Linked DNA regions of Callithrix jacchus: region 1 is linked to region 2. Evidence: chromatin contacts called from public Hi-C data. All regions are on one chromosome and are shown on one strand. The core of a region is the stretch at or near the end of the contact, and the rest is flanking DNA. Distances in the headings are between cores, read along the strand shown. Region 1 overlaps DLG5 (discs large MAGUK scaffold protein 5). Region 2 overlaps POLR3A (RNA polymerase III subunit A).

Region 1 (4,513 bases), core at 922-3,421, 150 kb before region 2:
TCCCCCTTTGCTGACTTTGCTCTGTGTACTTTTGTTGTAATAAATGTCAGTCACTGAGTATAATTACATTCTGAATCTTGTGAGTCCTCCCAGAAAGTCACTTCGCCCAGAATCAAGTTATGCAAATTGAACCTCAGGACTCTCAAAAGCCCTAGGGTGACCCCCCTTCCCTGCCATGGTGTAGGGTCACCCCACATCCTGTGCAAGCATCTAATAGGTCTAGCACTGTTCTAGGTGCAGGTGATGCCAAGAGCCTGTGCCCTATGGGCCTTTTCTCCTAACTGGGAGGATGTGGACACACAGGCCAAATGAAGTAACTTCAGAGCAAGGTAAGAACGAGAAAATAAAAAAACGAAATAATGGGCTGGAGAGTGCCATCTGAGCAGCAGAGTGGAGGGCTGTGAGGGAGGCTAAGGCCGAGGAGGCTTCTAGAAGGTGACTGCAGAGTTGGAGGCACATGAAGAAGAGCAGTGAGGGCACACCAGGCAGAGGGCAGGGCAAGTGCAAAGGCCTGGAGGCAAGGCCCGCAGGCGTGTTCTAGGAACAAAGAGAAGAGCAGGGTCGAGTGGCTGGAGCCCAAGGCACAGGAGGAGGTAGGTTCAAAGGGGCCTGGAGAAGTGGGCTCGGGCACCACCTCAGGGCTCACAGTGAAGACTGTTCCTGAGTGAGATGGGAGGCTATGGAGGGTTTTAAGCTAGAGAGCAGTCTACTCTGAATAACAGGCACTAAAGTTCATTTGGGGTGCTGTTATAGAGAAACAAACAAACCAAGATGATGAGTTAAGAGGTTGCTAGGGGGCTGCTCCAGGCTTGGCTAACACCTTATGGGATCTGAGTCCTGGGGCTGAGTCATTCCGTATCTCTGGGTTTCAGCTTCTGGATTCCTCAAATGCCAAGACTGAACCAAGAAACCTTGCCTGGTCCTTCCAGCCCCAGTCCAGGGGGTTCCAGTCCAGGAACACCCTGGCTCATTCAGTAGGGGCCTGAGTTATCAGGTGTTTGCAGCCCAGAGAACCAGAAGCTGGGATGATGGAATATTCCCTTTGGAGTTAAGGTCAGCCCTCAATAAACATGAAAAACACAAAAAGCAAAAGAGGGCTTAATTTAAGTCAGAATCGTAGCAACAAGAAAGTAAGCTCCCTCCTCTAAGACCTAAGCATTAGATCCTAGGACTGTTGACTCTTAAAGAGGAAGTCAAGGAAGAGGGAGAAATGGAGGGAGGGAGAGAGCCAGAGAAGAAGAGAAGGAAGGAGAAGAGAAAGAAAAAGAATGAGAGAAAGAAGGAAGGAAAGGGAGGAGGGAGAGAAGGAGGGAAGGAGAAAAGGAAAACTGGTTCATTTCAGGTTTATTCTTTTTCCTTTATTTTTAAAGCAGAACATTTTCTTTCAAGGGAGCTCTTACTAGGACATCAAAATATAGAACTTATTTTAAAAAGCAGTACACAGGTGTCTCAAGCAGTCAAAATCTTCACTGTTTTGTAAAATAGCATCTCCGCTGCAAAACAGGAATGCACAGAGAAACAGAACCTCACTGACACCTAAAATCTTTCTTTAAAAAAAATACGCCTGGCTAGGCACAGTGGCTCACGCTTATAATTCCAGCACTGTGGGAGGCCAAGGCAGGCAAATCACCTGAGGTCAGGAGTTTGAGACCAGCCTAATCTCTACTAAATATACAAAAATTAGCTGGACGTGGTGGTGGGTGCCTGTAATCCCAGCTACTTGGGAGGCTGAGGCAGGAAAATTGCTTTGATCCAGGAGGTAGAAGTTGCTGTGAGCCAAGATCATGCCATAAGCACTCCAGCCTGGGTGACAAGCGTGAGACGCTGTCTCACAAAAAAAATAAAAGAGTGGACTCACCCATGACCACACCCGGTCAATGAAGGGCAGTCCTGATAGCTGTCAATCAACACCTTCTACCCATGTCTTGAAAGGTCCAGCATCTAGACTAGATTGCCCTGATTGGTAAGCAATACCTCAAAAACGCCAATTAAAAATTACTTCAAATGTTTTACTCTCTAAGCATCCCCTAAGCCAAGTGAGAACCCCATGGGCTCCAAAATAAGTCTGGTTTGCTGGGGAACAAAGACGGCTGCCATTGCCTGAGTTCCCCACAAGGTGGCAGCGATAGGTAGACAAGCCAATGCTCTTCCACAGTGGCCTTCCACCTTCCCAGAAACAAACTCATTCTAAAGGCAGCTTTGAAATGACACAAAGCCAGGTTCTGGACGGTAGCCCAGCAGCGCCCACTTCCACCAGTGCAGGATAGAATCAGGAGTCTATGCCACGGTTCAGCCTTTCTTCACTGGGAAATAGTCCCCTGAACGCCTAGCCTTGAGGGACGAGTCAGGGCCGTGTGAATTCATTGGGAAACAGTCCCCTGAACGCCTAGCCTTGAGGGACAATTCAGGGCTGTGTGAATCAGGCTGCCCGAATGGGCCGTGACAGTGGGCCACAAATTCCCAGTGCGACAGGGTGACAGGGTCGGTCAAGGAAACCCCAGCACAGACCTCTGGGTCCTTTCTGATGCTGCCCCCAGCCTTCATTAACACAGTGAGATCCTCCCGTGGAAGACATTGGGAGAGAGATCAAGCCGTTAACTGCTTCCACTGCAATGACCGCCACCCCCGCCAGCTCCACAGGCAAAAGCTCGCAGCTGCCCTACTCACCAGGAGCTACTCCGCCCGCCTCCCTGCAACTCCTAACCTCTGGGTCTCACCCTACCTTTGGAGTTAAACAGAATAACTTGTTCCCACAGGGCAGTGTCCCCATACTCAAACAGGATCGCAGGCCCCAAAACACTTCTCACCCTTTCTCTATAAGCAGGACTCAGCACCAGGCCTGCGCTATGTAACCAACAGCCTCTGAACAAAGCTAGGGAACCAGGCTCGGTTAACTCCAGAGAATCCGAATAACAGTCCTATCTATCAGTCTAGAATTTTTCCCTCTCACCATTATAAGATTATGTTCTTGGTAGGTATTTCCACATGCACACACACACACACATACACAGAGACACACACCTAACTACAGCCAAATGTTTAGCTTCCCAGCAAAGGCCAAGGAAAGAGAGAACATTTTAATTTGGCCCAGAATTCTAAATTAAAGAGAGTCAACTTCTTTTTTTTTTTTTTTTTTTGAGACAGGTTCTTGCTTGGCTCCAGGCTGGAGCACAGTGGCACAATCACAGTTCACTGCAACCTCAACCTCCCAGGCTCAAGTGATCCTCCTGCCTCAGCCTCCCAAGAAGCTGGGACCACAGGCACAGCCCACCACACTCAGCTAATTTTTTTAGTTTTTGTAGAGATGGGGGTCTCCCTATGTTGCCCAGGCTGCTCTTGAACTCCTAGACTCAAGTGATGCACCCACCTGGGCCTTCCAAAGTGCTAAGATTACAGGCGTGAGTCCCGGAGCACAGGACAGATGGCCTGTGAGTTCAAGGGGCTTAGGAGAAGGGGTTGGAAGTTTCATAGGGGAGGCACAAAGACAGCCATAGTCTGAGCTGCTCCCTGCAGGGAGGCGGGGAAGAGACCAACCCTCCGATCTGTATCCCACCCTGGTCAGAACACTCCTTCCTCAGCTTCTCTGTAAGGGATGCCTTTCAGCAATGAGGAAACCCCTCTCCTCCCTTCCTTCCTCCGGGCCCATGAAAGGGCACTGGTGTAGGATATCTGGGACCAGAAAATCGACTCTCATGTATTACAAGAGAAAGTATATTTTAAAGACAGGAGAAAGGGCAGGGGGGAGGAGAGAGAACGTTCTTGGGGCCTGAGAAGTTTCCCACACAAATTGGCAGGACCTAGGAGAACATGTGCACTGTCCCAGAAATTCTACCCATAAGGCTCAAACTTCAAAACGTGTGTACAAAAGAGCATAAAGATGTGTGTCCACTGAAACACGGTCTGTAACATGGAAGATACTGGCCACCAAGAGGCTCCAAAGAGAATGCAATTCACACATGACAACCAAACAAACAAGGACCTTTCTGGATGCACAAATTCACAGAAAACGTAAGGGGACCCATGATGTGTTATAGGATTTTTTTTTAGGCACGTTTCAGGGAATACAAACAAAACTGTATGAGTATTAAATGTGGCATAAAAAAAATCTACAAGGATACACATCCCAGTGGTTTACACAGAGGCTGGTCACTTCCACAAAGCTAGGCTGGGTCTGAGGAGGTGGGCAGGTGCCTTCGACACTGGTTGAATACTTTTTCTATATTAACTGAAGAGTATGCACCATTTTAGTAAAGAAAAAAGATGTGGAAACACCCTCTACTTAAGATTCCCCCACCAAGCCTTGTCAGTCTCTGTCCAGGGTCTCCTGGGCATTCTTGATACAGCCTAGAAGAATCTAAGAAGGTGCACTCCGACTGCCCAAACCTGGAGATGGGGATGCCCAGCTGAGGCTCTCCCCAGCAAAACACACATACACACACACACACACACACACACACAGACAAAACACCTGTCTGCTGCTCTCAACCACGGAGCCCCCTCCCCCAGGGCTGCC
Region 2 (5,152 bases), core at 384-2,883:
ATTCTGACTCATGCTGGTTGAGATTTCAGCTAAACTAGTTTCAAATGAGGGGCATAGGCTAAGAATGTGACTATTTGACATGAATTTTCCTTCTGCATCCAGGTCTCTTTCAAAGACCATACATTCAAAGAACCATGGTAAGGCCAGGTGCAGTGGTTCACACCTATAATTCCAGCACTTTGGGAGGCTGAGGTGGGTGGTTCACATGAGGTCAGGAATTCGAGACCAGCCTGGCCAACAAGGCAAAGCCCCATCTCTACTAAAAATACGAAAAAAATTAGCTGAGCATGGTGGTGGGTACCTGTAATCCCAGCTACTCGAGATGCTGAGGCAGGGATAATTGCTTAAACCCAGGAGGCAGAGGTTGCAGTGAGCCGAGATTGCACCACTGCACTCCTACCTGGGCAACAGAGCAAGACTGTGGCTTAAAACAAACAAACAAACAAACAAATGAACAACCTGCTGGGTGTGGTGGCTCCTGTAATCCAAGCACTTTAGGAGGTAGAGACAGGTGGATCACGAGGTCAGGAGATCGAGATCATCCTGGCCAACATAGTGAAACCTCGTCTCTACTAAAAATACAAAAATTATCTGGATGTGGTGGTGTGTGCCTGTAATCCCAGCTATGCTGGAGGCTGAGGCAGGAGAATCACTTGAACCAGGGAATCAGAGGTTGTAGTGAGCCAAGATTTCACCACTGTGCTCTGGCCAGGTGACAGAGTGAGACTCAGTCTTAAAAAAACAAAAACCCAGCTGGGTGCAGTGGCTCACACCTATAATCACAGCACATTGGGAGGCTGAGGAAGGTGGATCATGAGGTCAAGAGATGAAGACCACTCTGGCCAACATTGATGAAACCCGTCTCCACTAAAAATACAAAAAATATAGCCAGGCATGGTGGCTCATACCTGTAATCTCAGCACTTTGGGAGGCTGAGGCAGGCAGATCACCTAAGGTTGGGAGTTCAAGACCAGCCTGACCAACATAGAGAAACCCTGTCTCAACTAAAAATACAAAATTAGTCGGGCATAGTAGCACATGCCTGTAATCCCAACTACTCGGGAGGCTGAGGCAGGAGAGTCACTTGAACCCGGGAGGGGGAGGTTGCAGTGAGCTGAGATCGTACCATTGTACTCCAGCCTGGATAAGAGCAAAACTCTGTCTCAAACAACAACAACAACAACAACAACAACAAACTCCAAAGAGCTGTGGTGTCAGTTTCTACCTAAAGGATGCTGAAAGCAAATGGCAGGAGCCCTCGAGTACCAGTTACAGAAGCGGTCTGAGTGTGCTACCGGAACAAGAGCAGCCCCGTGTGGCCGAACGAATAGATGGCCGTTTTCACCACCTGGAACATGACAGCTGGGAGGGATGTGAGGATCTGATGAAAGGCCTTACCCCCAGGAAACAAATGAGAACACACATAGTGAGCCCAGGGCTCTGACAAGACGGACGTCACTGCCTTGACTTGCCCACTCCTTTGCTACCTCTCTTCATGGCTCAGCACAACCCCAGAGGGCACCATCTCAGCCACCATGTGCAGAAAGTGGCAACCCTGAACCAAAGGGCCAGGCTCACCTCCAGGGTCTCCTCAGCAGTGCAGCCAGGCTGCTGCTGCAGCTTGCCCGTGTTCAGGGCTTCGATGTACTCATCGCATTTCTTGTAGCCAGCATTCAGCAACTCATACTTGGCCTTTAGCAGTCCTTGGCCAGGTGTGACGTCACCGATCCCAATTGAGAAACCACGGTTAGCTGTAGAGTTGGTAGAGCAGGAAGAAAGGGCCATAAATGAGACTCAGCAAACCTGCTAAATATAGTTGATGCCTGCTAGATATAGTTTGTGCTATATATCAACTACCTATGCATAGTTTAAAGTATAAAAAAGTTTGTATCTTCACAGAATTCATCACAATTCAATTAAATAATAGCTTTCTCTCTCAGTCATTAGGGAGTTACACAAAATGACTCAGACTCACTGACGTTCTCTCAGAGACCTTACGGCCTCGTGGGGAAATACAACACTGTTTCCAACTATCATCTAAAGCAGAGTGACATTAAACACTAAAGGGTGGCCTGAGAGCTGGGTGCAGTGACTCAAGCGGCTGAAGCAGGAGGATTGCTTGAGCCCAGATGTTTGTGATCAGCCTTGTCTCTACAAAAACCTTAAAAAATCAGCTGGTATGGTGGCACATGCCAGTAGTCCCAGCTATGCGGGAGGCTGAGGTGGGAGAATCGCTTGAGCCCGGGAGGTGGAGGTTGCAGTGAACCACAACCACATCACTGCACTCCAGCATGGGCAGCAGAGCAAGACCCTGTGTCAAAAAAAAAAAAGTATTCTCCACCTTTGATGGAACTAGGTGCCACCATTGATCCTATCTACAATATACTGTATGTAGAAATAAAGTGACTGAGTGGCTTCTGGCTTAGCAGGATAGGAAGGGGTGACCTAAAAGTATCTGTAGACGAGAGGACTCATGGGCCTGGAAAGGCTCAGAAATGAGATCATCAGGTTCTGCAAGTGCTGGAGATGATGAATGTGCTGGAAACAATGAGGAAACCTAGTGGAAAGTCTGTATAAGGACAGGCTCCAGTAGGAGATGGGAGTTTACTCCCAGCAAAATGGAATCAGAGCGGCTTTGGATCCAGGGATACCAGGCAGATGAAATAACTGTAAGCAAGAGCACTGAGGGAAAGTCTGTATATTCCACACTTGAGAACCCTTAGACTGATTTCCTGTGCAGCTCCCCAAATCCCAGGAGCCAGGTCTCTACCCTTAGTTAGGAGATGGAGACTGCAAAATACATCTCTGGGAAATCAAGCTTCTCTAGAGAAAAGTGTTACTAATAATGATATTTGGTATCTCCTCAATAAAATATTTTTTTTCCTCAATAAAAAAACTGAGAGGTCCAGTTAACTCCATTTCCAGTGTTTCAGTCCTTACTCCTAATGGACCACCAGATATTTGAGGAGAGATTTTAACATGAAAGATAAAAGACACAAATGCACAGGAAAAAGAAACTAAAAGGACAGAAAATTTAGGAAGCAAATATGATAAAACTATAAATAATATTCTCTCAGAGTGATCAAAGAAGATACATTTTGGGATCAAAACAAAACAAAACCAAACCCTACCTGTGAATAAGAATACTGAAATTAGAAATTAAATACCCAATAGTGAAAAAATTTTAAACCTCAATAGAAGTGTTAAAAGATAAAGTGAATCTAGAATAAAGAAATGGCAAACAGGGAAAATAATACAAATAATTAGATAATCAATCCAGGAGTTCTAATATGCAATTAACAAAAGTTCCAAAAGGAAAGGACAGAGAAAATAAAAGAGAGAAAATTATCAAAGAAACAACATAAGAAAATGTCCAGAATGGAAGGACACAGAGTTGCAGATTAAAAGAGATTTACTGAGTGCTTAGCACAATCAATAAAAAAAGACCCACATCAAGGGCATATCGTTGTGAACTTCCAGAGAACAGAGAGGATTCTGAAAGTTTCTGGAATGAAAAAACAATCCAATGGCCAGGCATAGCGGCTCATGCCTATAATCCTAGTACTTTGGGAGGCAGAGGCAGGTGAATTGCTTTTGCCCTGGAGTTCAAGGCCACCCTGGGCAACATGGTGAGACGTCATCTCTACAAAAGTTAGTTGGGCATGGTGGCATGCGTCTGTATTCTCAGCTACTTGGGAGGGTACAGTGAGCTGAGATCACACCATTAAACTCCAGTCTGGGTAACAGAGCAAGATCCTATCTTAAAAAAAAAAAAAAAAAAAAAGCCAAGTGGTAGCTTATGCCTGTAGTCCCAGCACTTTGGGAGGCCAAGGCAGGCAGATCATCAGAGGTTGGGAGTTTGAGACCAGTCTGGCCAACATAGTAAAACCCCATCTCTACTAAAAATACAAAAAATTAGCCGGGCATGGTGGTGGGCACCTGTAATCCTAGCTACTCTGAAGGTGAGGCAGGAGAATCACTTGAGGTGGAAGTAGCAATGAGCTGAAATCGTGCCATTGCACTCCAGCCTAGGTAACAGGAGCGAAACTCTGTCTCAGAAAAAAAAAAGTTGGGGAATAAGAATGATAATACCCTTTAACAACTCTGAAAGCTAGGAGAAGGTAGAACAGAATCTCAAAATTTGAGGGAAAATAATTTTCACTCTAAAATTGTATGCCCAGGCAGGTATAAGAGTGGAATAAAGATTTTTTGGGTATGCAAACATCACTTGACACATGGCACACTCAAAGCATGAGCAAATAAACAAAAAAATAGAACAGTGAAAGCATAGTAGGCAAATTCTGAGTAATCCTGGAGAACTGAATCATGGACAGCCCCAGGTGTTCCGGTGCTTCCACAGGTGCCTTGGAAGCAGCCCATCAAGGATGTTTTATAATCTAACCCTGTCTGGAAGACGGTAGGGAGATACTGAGGGTTTTGAGAAGAGAACCGAAAAGCAAATTCAAATCTGCTGTGAAACTAGTCAGTACTGAGTTAATTTCATTAATAACAGCACACATAATTCAGCCTGAAACAAGTATCTTTTTCTGTGTGTATATGTGTGGTGGGGATGAGCTGGCAGTAAAAGAACAAAATAACATAAAGGCTTAAGGCTCTAACAACTGCAGCACTAAATGGAGAAAGCTGAGAAACTCACACAGGTAGACGGGAGCCAGCCTGGCGAGCCGTGACATGGCATCCGCAGCTTCATTCTGCCCCCAGTCGCGCAGCAAAATGTAGAAAATATTGTTCTTGGATCCGGACCCTAGGGTTCCTTTGTCCATGCTGCCACTCATCAACTCGCTGTTTTGGATTGTAACGTCTGAAAGAAAGATTACATATTTAGACAAACATTTATGGCTTTGCCTTATTCCAAAATGAATTTGAGACTGTTGAGAAAATATGTTCCCATACTGACAGTTAGAGCAGAACAAATAGACATTCTCTTTAAAGTTGTCTGGGGATGGTTAAAGGAAAACCTGGGAATTTCTGAAAAATATACAAACTCTAGTTAGTGTGTAGTCTGAAATATACCAGTTGGCCCTCACTCTCCTCATCTGTGAACTGTGGGTAACAGTATCAAGCACTTGTCATCTTTATGTTATCGGCTATTTTGAGCATCAGATGAAATAATGTACAGTGAAGTGCTCTA

The links. Hi-C and Micro-C count contacts between places; a contact is called where the count stands out from the background.
Region 1: a contact with region 2 is called in a Hi-C map of skeletal muscle, with 6 times the contacts expected there. The contact joins two enhancer-like sites. A contact is called at or near these places in 3 of 3 Hi-C or Micro-C datasets (induced pluripotent stem cells and skeletal muscle).

What each region holds. Positions count from the first base shown.
Region 1 is chr12:52,363,154-52,367,666 of calJac240_pri, reverse strand. All of the region lies in intron 5 of DLG5 (discs large MAGUK scaffold protein 5), which reads right to left. Among named protein-coding and RNA genes, the nearest start is that of DLG5, 80 kb to the right of the region's middle. Within about 2 kb of position 2,171, at least 4 of the 16 cell types and tissues checked have an H3K27ac peak or open chromatin away from gene starts, as enhancers often do. A contact at or near this core is called in skeletal muscle, where this site is marked.
Region 2 is chr12:52,207,837-52,212,988 of calJac240_pri, reverse strand. POLR3A (RNA polymerase III subunit A) reads right to left here. Exons shown (of 29, transcript XM_078345494.1): 13 at 4,658-4,822; 14 at 1,579-1,751. Among named protein-coding and RNA genes, the nearest start is that of POLR3A, 27 kb to the right of the region's middle. Within about 2 kb of position 1,633, at least 1 of the 16 cell types and tissues checked has an H3K27ac peak or open chromatin away from gene starts, as enhancers often do. A contact at or near this core is called in skeletal muscle, where this site is marked.